Linked DNA regions of Rattus norvegicus: region 1 is linked to region 2. Evidence: chromatin contacts called from public Hi-C data. All regions are on one chromosome and are shown on one strand. Each heading gives the region's core, a stretch centred on a gene start, on an enhancer-like site or on the middle of the called end of the contact. The rest is flanking DNA. Distances are from core to core; before and after follow the strand shown. Region 1 holds the start of Ebag9 (estrogen receptor binding site associated antigen 9). Region 2 holds the start of Eny2 (ENY2, transcription and export complex 2 subunit).

Region 1 (4,583 bases), core at 1,358-3,857, 210 kb after region 2:
TTATATGAATACACTGTAGCTGTCTTCAGACACACACCAAAGAATGCATGGGATCTCATTACAGATGGGTGGGAGCCACCATGTGGTTGTTGGGAATTGAACTCAGGACCTCTGGAAGAGCAGTCAGTGCTCTTAACTGCCAAGCCATCTTCTAGCCCGGGCTGAGTGTTTTCTGATGGTAATTTTAATAGACTGTGAATTATAAAATCTCTTTTGTTCTTCCTACTTTACATCTGGTCATTCTTTTCTGCCTCCACACAAGATTTGGGCAATGGATAAGACTTAATGTTGTGCATTTCAAGAAGTAGTCCCCAGTGAGGGGTCCTGAAGTGTTGCATGTAGGATCACCAACAAGATTTAAAATATGCTCTTACATGTATTTTATATGTGAATTTGGATTGCAATATGCAGTTTTGTTGTCATCTTAGTTAGGATTCTCATTGCTGTGATGAAATATGACCAAAGCATGTTCTGGAGGAAAGAGTTTATTTGACTTATGCTTTTACAGCAATAGTACATTGATGAAGGAATCAGGAGAGAAGCTGAGACAGGGCAGGAACTTCGAAGTAGGACCCAACACAGAGGCCATGAAGGGATGCTGCTTACTGGAAAACTCCATGTGGCTTCCTCAGCCTGATTTCTCATAGAAGCTAGACCACCAGCCCAGAAGTGACCCCATCCACGTTTGGTTGAGCCTTCCCAACCAGTCACTAACAGAATGCCTCACAAACTTTCCTACAGCCCTATCTTACAGAGGCATTTTCTCAATGAAATTTTCAGAGGCTCCTTCTCTGATGACTCTAGCCCATAACACGTAGATATAAAACTAGACCACACAGTCGCTTTTCTTTTGGTCTATGTTGTGAAACAAGTACCTAACCACCAGGGTTCCTTTAGAAGTATATTCCTCTTTTGTTTTTTTAAATTTGAAAATGGTGAATTATTAAAAAAAAATCATGAAAAGGAAAATTATCATGGTGCATAAGTAATTTTTTTTAAAAAAGATTTAAATCATAAAATAAAATAACATGCTCATACTAGGACTTTGGAAGATCCAAAAATGCCAGAAATTATAGATTATTGGAATTTGAACAATACAAGAGATTACAGTTATAATATCTGTGTAGGGGACTTCAGGAGATTTATTCATTTATTTATTGGTGTGCGGAGGTGTAGTTACTAAAAATGCTGCATCTTTGTAATAGTTGAATGGCTATTATCTGTGATTGCTTGATATGTGCCTGACTACACTGAAAGCATTGCAGGTAACCAGAGAAGAAATCCTAAATTTACTTTTTTTCCTCACTGCAGGTAAGAATACTCAATTGCTGTCTTGGATTAGCGGAGTACACCCGTAATCTCAGAATATTGTAGAAGCTCGGGCAGGAGGGGCTTCAGTTTCAGAATTGCAAGAACCTTTCTCAAAGAAAATAAAAAGACAATAAAATAGTAATAAAAACATGGAGCAGATTGCAGTGAAGAGGGTGGGTGAAGACTATTTCAGGTTACATGGATACACAGATGAATCATGGTGAGAGAACAGCAGCAGTTGAAATCTTAAAAAGGTAAAGGTATAGAAAGGAAAGGCAAGCTGAGCAAGAATTTGGAAAAAAAAACTGCTTTAAGCTTTTGGATATATCATAAACATAAATATATGTACACACATTCCCTTCCCAGCCACTTCCTAACAGTGGCTTCTTAAGTGTTCTTAATCCAACAGAGTAGTAAACTCGAGATTTTTACAAGGATCCAAGATAGAAAAAACAAACACGAAATGAATATATTTGTGTATGCAGAAGTGAACGTGTCTACAAGAACAAGGGCCTATGGGAGGTGGGAGGAAAAAAGGGCGTAGGAGGGGCATCTGTTCAAGGTACAATGTATCCTTAAGTATAAGTACTTTTATGGAACAAAGTAACATGTACAGTGAAAAATCAAAACAAAAGGCCAATCAAACAGCAGAAAAGTATCTGATTCCAAGAGAGAACCACAAAAAAGACAAGAGCTTGGTAAAATGGCTAGCTCCTGATGCAGGAAATAAGGTCTTAGAGGAAACATCACCCCTTACTTTCAATTAAACACTAAACTAAAATTTAAGCAGATCAGGATAAATTCTGGAAGAGAGGTCTAAACGTCTCAGGTGCTGCAATAATTGGGGTCTGTCCTAGTCACACCCAAATCATTCTGAGACAGAGGGGCTTTCTCCGAAGTTTCACAATTCACATGCAGCTTCGCCTTGGCTCCATCTAGCAGACAGGTTTAAAGATGAAACAGAATGAGACTTGGTCACAGGTGAGACACTCCTCTACAAGGAAGGAAAGGAGAACAACTTGGCGGGAGCCCAAACGCTCCAGGACAAAAAAACTCAACCAACAACCACACTATTAACAAAAGGCCTAAGCACTAGCACTGTCGCGACTAACCACGCCCCTGTGCAGTCATTGGCTTGCGGCTTGCACGTCAATGACGTATCTATCCTCTATTGGGCCAGAAGTACGAGATACAGGGATGCGGAAGCAAGGGCCTGGAAACAGGGTTTGGGCGGGGAAATGGGCGGGGTCGGGAGGAGCTAGGGCGGGGTCCGGGCGGGTTTTGGGAGAAGGGGCGGCCATGGCGGCTGCGCGGCGGCAACGGCGGCTGCGACGGAGCGCGCGCCCGGCTTTGAATGAGCGGAGCAGGGACTGAGCTGGCTGAGAGCGAGCTCGAGGCAGACAGCGGCTGTGCGCGCACGCGCCTCGTGAGCGCGCGTGGCTCGCGGCAGCTCGGAGCCTCCGCCGGGCGGGCGGGGAGGGGGAGGGGCAGGTGAGTGTGTGCGGCCTGCGCGCGCCCGCGAGGGGCTTTTTCTCTACCCACCCGCCTCCTGACCTGGGTCTGGCCTGCGGCTGGTGGCCGCGCTTCCTCGTCACCCTCTGGGTCGCCCCGTACTTCCTGCCCTCCCGCCTTCCTCTTCGGCCCTCTACCTCGACCTCCCACTTGCTGGGCCACCACTCAGGGGTACTGTTTCCGGGTCAGGGTGACCTGTGGGGAGAGCCCAACGTGGCTAGGAACCGGCTTGTCCCTGTCCCCTAGCTATGCTGCGCTCACGCACGGGAGACCCGCCTGTGAGCTGCCGACCCGGAAAAGCCCCACGTTCCGTCTTCCCAAAGGGCAATGTGCCACTTTCCTGCCCTCCCTCTACGGGCCTTGCACTTCTGGGGGCCGATCTGCCCGACATCCAAATCCCAGCCCACCCGGCTCCCACCTTCAGCAGTTTAGAGCGCCTCACTTGACGCCTGCCACGGGGCGTGGGATTGCGTAACCAGAAAGCTCGCGTGTGTGTTGTTTTGCTCATCTGTGCAGTGGGTATGATTTTTTTTCGACACCAAGTTCTAGGTGGGTAATCTCAAAGTGAAAATTATTTTAGTTATGAGTCGCTCCGTCGAGTCATTCAGAAGACCTTAACTCTCCTCGGTAACCGTCAGATTTGAAGGCCTGATGGTACAGAATGTTAGGTTTTTTTACCACCAGCTTTCCAAAACTGCACTTGTTTCTGCTTACTAGTCTCTGGTGTTGACCCTTTCTTTTTCGTGTTTGAGTTCAGGTAGATTTTTATTTGGGAGCTTTATGATATTTAACTTTAGTGAGTTACAGACTTAATTTTGAGTGTATTCTGTGCTATGGTAGGTCGTAGGACTTTCAAGTAATTGTATGGAAAGACTTAGAAATGAAAAGGTTTAGGACAGCATTAGATGACTGGTTTAGTGAGTATCCCCTTAAAGGAATTTAGTTTAATTGGTGTATACTTTAGGATGTGAAGAAATTAACTGAGCACAAGGAGAGATTGACTACATCATGCAGGATTCGTTTTCTTTCTGCCCTCCTCCCACTTATAGGGAAATCTTTCTTAGTTGTCACAACAGAGCTTACCTATTGCTTAATTGGAGATGTCATTTCATTAGAATTATTCCTCTGGCATAACGTTTCTGCATTTTGTTAGTCATTTTAAGGACTTTTTTTTTTAATTCGAGTATTTTAGTAGGTTATTTCAATATTGCCAAGTTCTAGAAAGCATTTTAAAGTACCCAAATTGCAAAGTAGCCCTAAATAGGTGTCTTCCTAATTGAGAATCTATAGGATATTTTAGAAGTCAGACTGTAGTGATATGTATACAATAAAAATCATTTAAACATAATCTGTCCAGAGAGAGAGCCTGGCTTTAGGATTCTCCTCCTCCACCCACTCCTGATTTAACCTGTTTAAATTACTCAGACCATTCACGGGTCTTATCTGTTAAATGGGAATGGTGAAACTATTGAACTAAATCCTGAACATTTTAAAGGCCCAAGGAATAATACGTTTTTAATTTTTAATTCAAGAAATATTTGGGCATCTAAATGCTGTCATTGGCTAAGATTTAGAGATAACAAACTAAGCCAACTGGTGGGGTCCTTCTAGGCTCTTTTGCCTTCCACTAAAAGCAAACGTGAGAAACTCAAGACAGTTATTGAATAGCAGAGGGTTTCTCTGTGCAGGGCAGTGTTTCCCAGCATCAGTGCAGCATATGTTACATAGTAGGTGCTAATATGTTCATTCTACTGAACTGC
Region 2 (4,534 bases), core at 129-2,628:
ATGTTAGGCACTCATGATTGTGCCAATCACCTAATCATCGTGAAGAAAACACAAAACAGGCCCACAATAATTACTTCTATACTTAAGAAACAAACTTAGAAAAACAAGCATTTGTTGGGCTGCTTGGTGGTATATGCCTTTAATCCCAGCACAGAGGACATCTGTTAGTTCTGGGCCAGTCGGGACTACACAGCAAGTGCCAGGACAGTCAAGGATGCAGACTCCTTTGTATCTATAGAAAAGATACACAGATAGATACATAGGGAATGCTTAATACATTATTGACTAACACCTCTAGATCACTATTTCTCAAAGTGCAACCCATGGAAAACGTGTATCAAAATCAGAATCTACAGAGGGCTGTATTTAAAAACACGAATCTCTGGACACTTTGGTTAACAAAACTACAATTCTTAACGTTGTAAAAAGGCGAATAGCCTCTAGAAAGTTACAAATAAATAAGCAAGAGCAGTAAGCGCACTAAATCACTTTCCCTCGATAAATTGTGGCGTTGTTCTATGTATCAGGATACTTAAAACTGCTAACTGAATGTGGAAAATTTTCTCTCCAAGAAATGTTTCTGCGTCAGAAGAAAAAAAAAGGTAGTTGGGGATTTTCCAAGGAGGTGTGGCTTCTCAGCGGACACGTTTACAAAAGGTGGTTTGGGAGGGAAGGACAACCTGAACCTTCGTAGCAAGGGCCAGAGATGTATGGGCAGAAAACATCTAAGCCTGAGCTACAGATGCCTAGGCCAGTCCACAGTCCCGCTGCTAAAGCGCGGAAAGAAATGGGGGCATCCTGGGGTCCCCGCGTGGACGGCCGCTCTAGGTGCAGACCGACAGGACGTGACTGGCTAGCCGGAGTGACAGAGGGTTGCGCCAATGGCAGCCTAAACGAGAAGGAACCCGGTGCGAGAGGGTGCCGCCGATCCCACCTGCATCAAGCTCCAGCTGGTAGCAGGGCAGAGGCTCGAGCGATAGCTTGTAGCCCTCGAAGCGGGGATCCAGCAGGGGTCTTTTCACCCGCAGGGAGCAATTAGCCGCCTCCATCGCGTTGCCGGATCCAAGCAAGAGAATCAATAAAGCTCTTGTTGAAAGGTTCGCGCTTCACTCCTGGAACTGAGGCTGGGAGAGCGGCGTGGTTCCCATCCCAGAGGACTCTGCGGCGCCACATCTTTTCTGGGAAATGTAGTGTCCGTGAGAAAGCTGACTCCGTTGCATGCTGGGGAATGTAGTGTTCTGACAACCGAACACTCGCCACTTAGCAGACTCTGGACTTCCCTACCCAGAGGGCCGAGCGACCAGAAGGCGGCCCGCGCTAGTTGAATTCTCACATTATAGGCAGGGTGGCCAGATCCCGCCCCGGAAATGCGTGGTCTAGCTTTCTGTGTGCTTAGGTGCCCGAGCTACTGAGGGTCTAAGTCCGGGCAGCTGAAGAGTGTGGTAGGTAACGGTCGTCAGCGCAAGGGTCATTTCGTCGCTGGGAAGGGACGGCCCTCGCCCGCGGTGATGGTGGTGAGCTATGCCCGTGGTCCTCAGGGCCGGGACCCGGGCCCAGCCCAGGCTCCTTTCGATGTGCTGTCTTTCGTTAGCTTCCCCGACCCGCGCTCGCGGGCCTGTAGGGCTCTCCGACAGGGCGTGCTGCTGGAGTTGGCCTGGAGCCAGTCTTCGCTTTGTTTTCTGGCTCCTCCCCTCCCGCCTCTCCAGCTGTCTCCGGCGTGTTTCATTTTCCCAAAGAATGTCAGAACTGGGAGGGATTCCCTAGCGCCCTTGTTTTACCAGTGAGAAAACTGAGGCCTTTAGGAATTAAGTGACTTGCCCAAGGTCACTACCCGTGGTTTTAGGGGCCAAGACGAGACGAAGTTTTGCTGTTCTTGGTATGGTACGGTCTAAACTTTTGCAGTTATTTTCAAAATGTTAAGCCCCAACTACAGAAGTAAAGCGTTGCCTAGTTATTAACCCTCCGTTCACCCGCCTCTTGGCGTAGTTCAACTCTGAAAATTCTTTATAGTCTGAGTTTTCATACAGACAAGACGGGAAATTACAAAAGTACTCAAGTTAGTGACATTAAGTAGGAAAACATTAACTTTAACCTGATTGTATCTTAAACTTTTAAGTGGCAAAAATGCTCTCATAAGTTAGCCTTGCTTTTTCCCTGCCTACACTGATTTTGGCATTGGTTGGCCGTTTTTATTTAAAATGGAGAATTTCTCAAAGACTAATTTGAAATTCGTGGTAGGGTAGCAGTTGTAATTCCCCATAAATTGTAATTGATGAGTAAATCACATTATCTTATTTCACTTTTCGTAATGCTGTCTTTTATTAGTGTGTATACTATATATGGCTCTCCCAAAATTTGAATGAGTTAGGGTGCAGAAATGAACAGTAGTCAGTTATTAATGTACAGTTAAATAAGATGGGACTCCTAGTGTCCAAGTACCTGACTTCACATTCTGTCTCTGTGCCTCAGTGTTCTCATCTGTAAAATGGAATTGTGTCATTAGAGCAAGTTTGGGGGGTTAAATTTGCTCAGTTTTAGGTACATAAGTTCTTAATGGTATTATGATAGTGTTATTCCCTTAAAAAAAAAAACAGTAAAGAGCTTATGAGGGATGGGAATTGGGAATCAGGAAATAATACTAAGAATAACACCATCTAAGGTACTTGAAATTATCATCCCTTCCTTATTGTAATGTTCAATGTGTTAGGATGATTGTCTAGAGAGGACTTAGAGGGAAACACTTTTCTAAATATTATGTATCTCAAAATGCATGTCGATGTCCAGGTTAGCAAGATGAACAAAGATGCGCAGATGAGAGCAGCGATTAACCAAAAGTTAATAGAAACTGGAGAAAGAGAACGGTGAGTAGTAAATTGTATCACTGCATTAGGTTTCACCATCTTTAATAATTATATCGGAGGAATTTCAAGTGTCAAGGGCCAAAGCATATCCAGAAGGAATTATAGAAAAGTAAAGATTATCAGAGTTTCTACTTTTAAGATCTATAATAGTTTGAATCAGCATTACAAGATTTGGAAGAGTCATAGACAAAGATAAGCAATAAATGACACTGCTAAAGCATTTGTAACAATGTGGAGAAGAGACAGCATAGACAGATATCTACAGCTGGAGAATGTTACCCAGGTTTTAATATAGAACTACTTTTAGTTACCTCAGGCTCTTAACACTGGAGCAGCATGTGCTCCATTTTCTGAAGGACTTTCTTGTTCCTCTTATTTTAATATTCAGTTTGTGTCTTCAAATTCCAGCTCTTGTATCCACTACCTACTCCATTAGCTTATAGTCCTCAGTGTAATCCATGCTCCATGACAGAAATATCTTTATATACCCACTCTATAATGCTATGATCATAACCTAATTTAAGGAGCAAATGTCTAAAGAAAGGGCTGAGAAAGAAACAGAAAGGCTTCCAGAGCAGTGGACAAAAGGAACGTATCTATCTACACAGGAACAGAGGAATGAATCTTTCCCATTTTACCTGGAGGGGTCTGAGTATATTTCAGTAATAAAAGAATTTCGGTCGCCTCGGGTGGAAGAAAATCAGTAGTTCCTTAGGCCACAGAGGGAAAGGATGGTCTAGGCAACAGGATCTGCAGTCAGGGCTTTGGTACCTACCTGATAATGCTCTGCGAACTGCAGAATATAGGAAAAGTGGGAGAGCTTGCAGCTGGAGCAGTATACAGGAGTATGGATTGTGGTGGAAAAATTCTGACTGTAGAAGAATACTGAATTTCAGAACTGTTATGACCAATGGAAGTGTTTAAACCCATCTAGTTAAGATACTGCAGATTGGAGGATTTTGTTTACATCATTGAGTCCAGGCACTTAGATATTATTGCAAGATGTGTCTTTTCCTCTCTCAGCTCTGCTTTCGTCTTTGTTGTCTTTATTCTCAAACAGGCCCTACCCACAGGTGGCAGAGATTAGCAGTTCCAAATTTACATTCCACCAGCTCAGAGTACCTATCTCAGCAAAGAGCCTCACTTGATTACCATCTTGCTTAGGTAATAGGCAAGTTATGCTCAGCCTTGCCCAGGTCATATTTCACATTATAAGAACCTTGTCCAGATTTATATAGGGAGAATGACACAATAGTGTTTGCTGGGTTTTTCCTATTACAGAGCAGAAAACTGAGTGCCCTGCTTACAAAAGTATGTGTTTCTGTCTTTATGTCTGGATAATGGGAATTAGTAACGATTTTTGGAAAGAAGTGACTAGGTTACATTGTCATTGTAGGGATACTACTCTGTCAGTGTGAGTGTAGATCTGAAGGGACCAAGACAGATGGTAGAAAAATGAGTGAGAAAGGTGATGGGGGTGAAGGTAAAAAGAAGCAAAAATGGAAAGGAGGACATACTTGTATATTTTTTCAAAATGGAAAGGAGAAACAGACCTCCATGTGAAGAAAGAGATATCAGATGCTGTGCTGGGGTGTGTGCAAATAGTATTCTTGTGCTTAGAGAATTACGGTTTTCTCTCTTATTCATGCAGTGCCTGTCATGTGCCATTCTCT

The links. Hi-C and Micro-C count contacts between places; a contact is called where the count stands out from the background.
Region 1: a Hi-C map of prefrontal cortex shows a contact between it and region 2, with 4 times the contacts expected there. The contact joins the promoter of Ebag9 here to the promoter of Eny2 in region 2. A contact is called at or near these places in 9 of 12 Hi-C or Micro-C datasets (the A7r5 cell line, Schwann cells, frontal cortex and 5 more) and 1 of 1 datasets of contacts at active chromatin or transcription factors (oligodendrocytes).

The regions. Positions count from the first base shown.
Region 1 is chr7:77,693,006-77,697,588 of GRCr8, forward strand. It overlaps Ebag9 (estrogen receptor binding site associated antigen 9), which reads left to right and starts at 2,608. Exons shown (of 7, transcript NM_001009665.1): 1 at 2,608-2,802.
Region 2 is chr7:77,479,461-77,483,994 of GRCr8, forward strand. Eny2 (ENY2, transcription and export complex 2 subunit) reads left to right here and starts at 1,379. Exons shown (of 5, transcript NM_001130580.1): 1 at 1,379-1,514; 2 at 2,785-2,861. The coding sequence starts at 1,509. It overlaps Nudcd1 (NudC domain containing 1), which reads right to left and starts at 1,115. Exons shown (of 10, transcript NM_001130561.2): 1 at 935-1,115. The coding sequence starts at 1,049.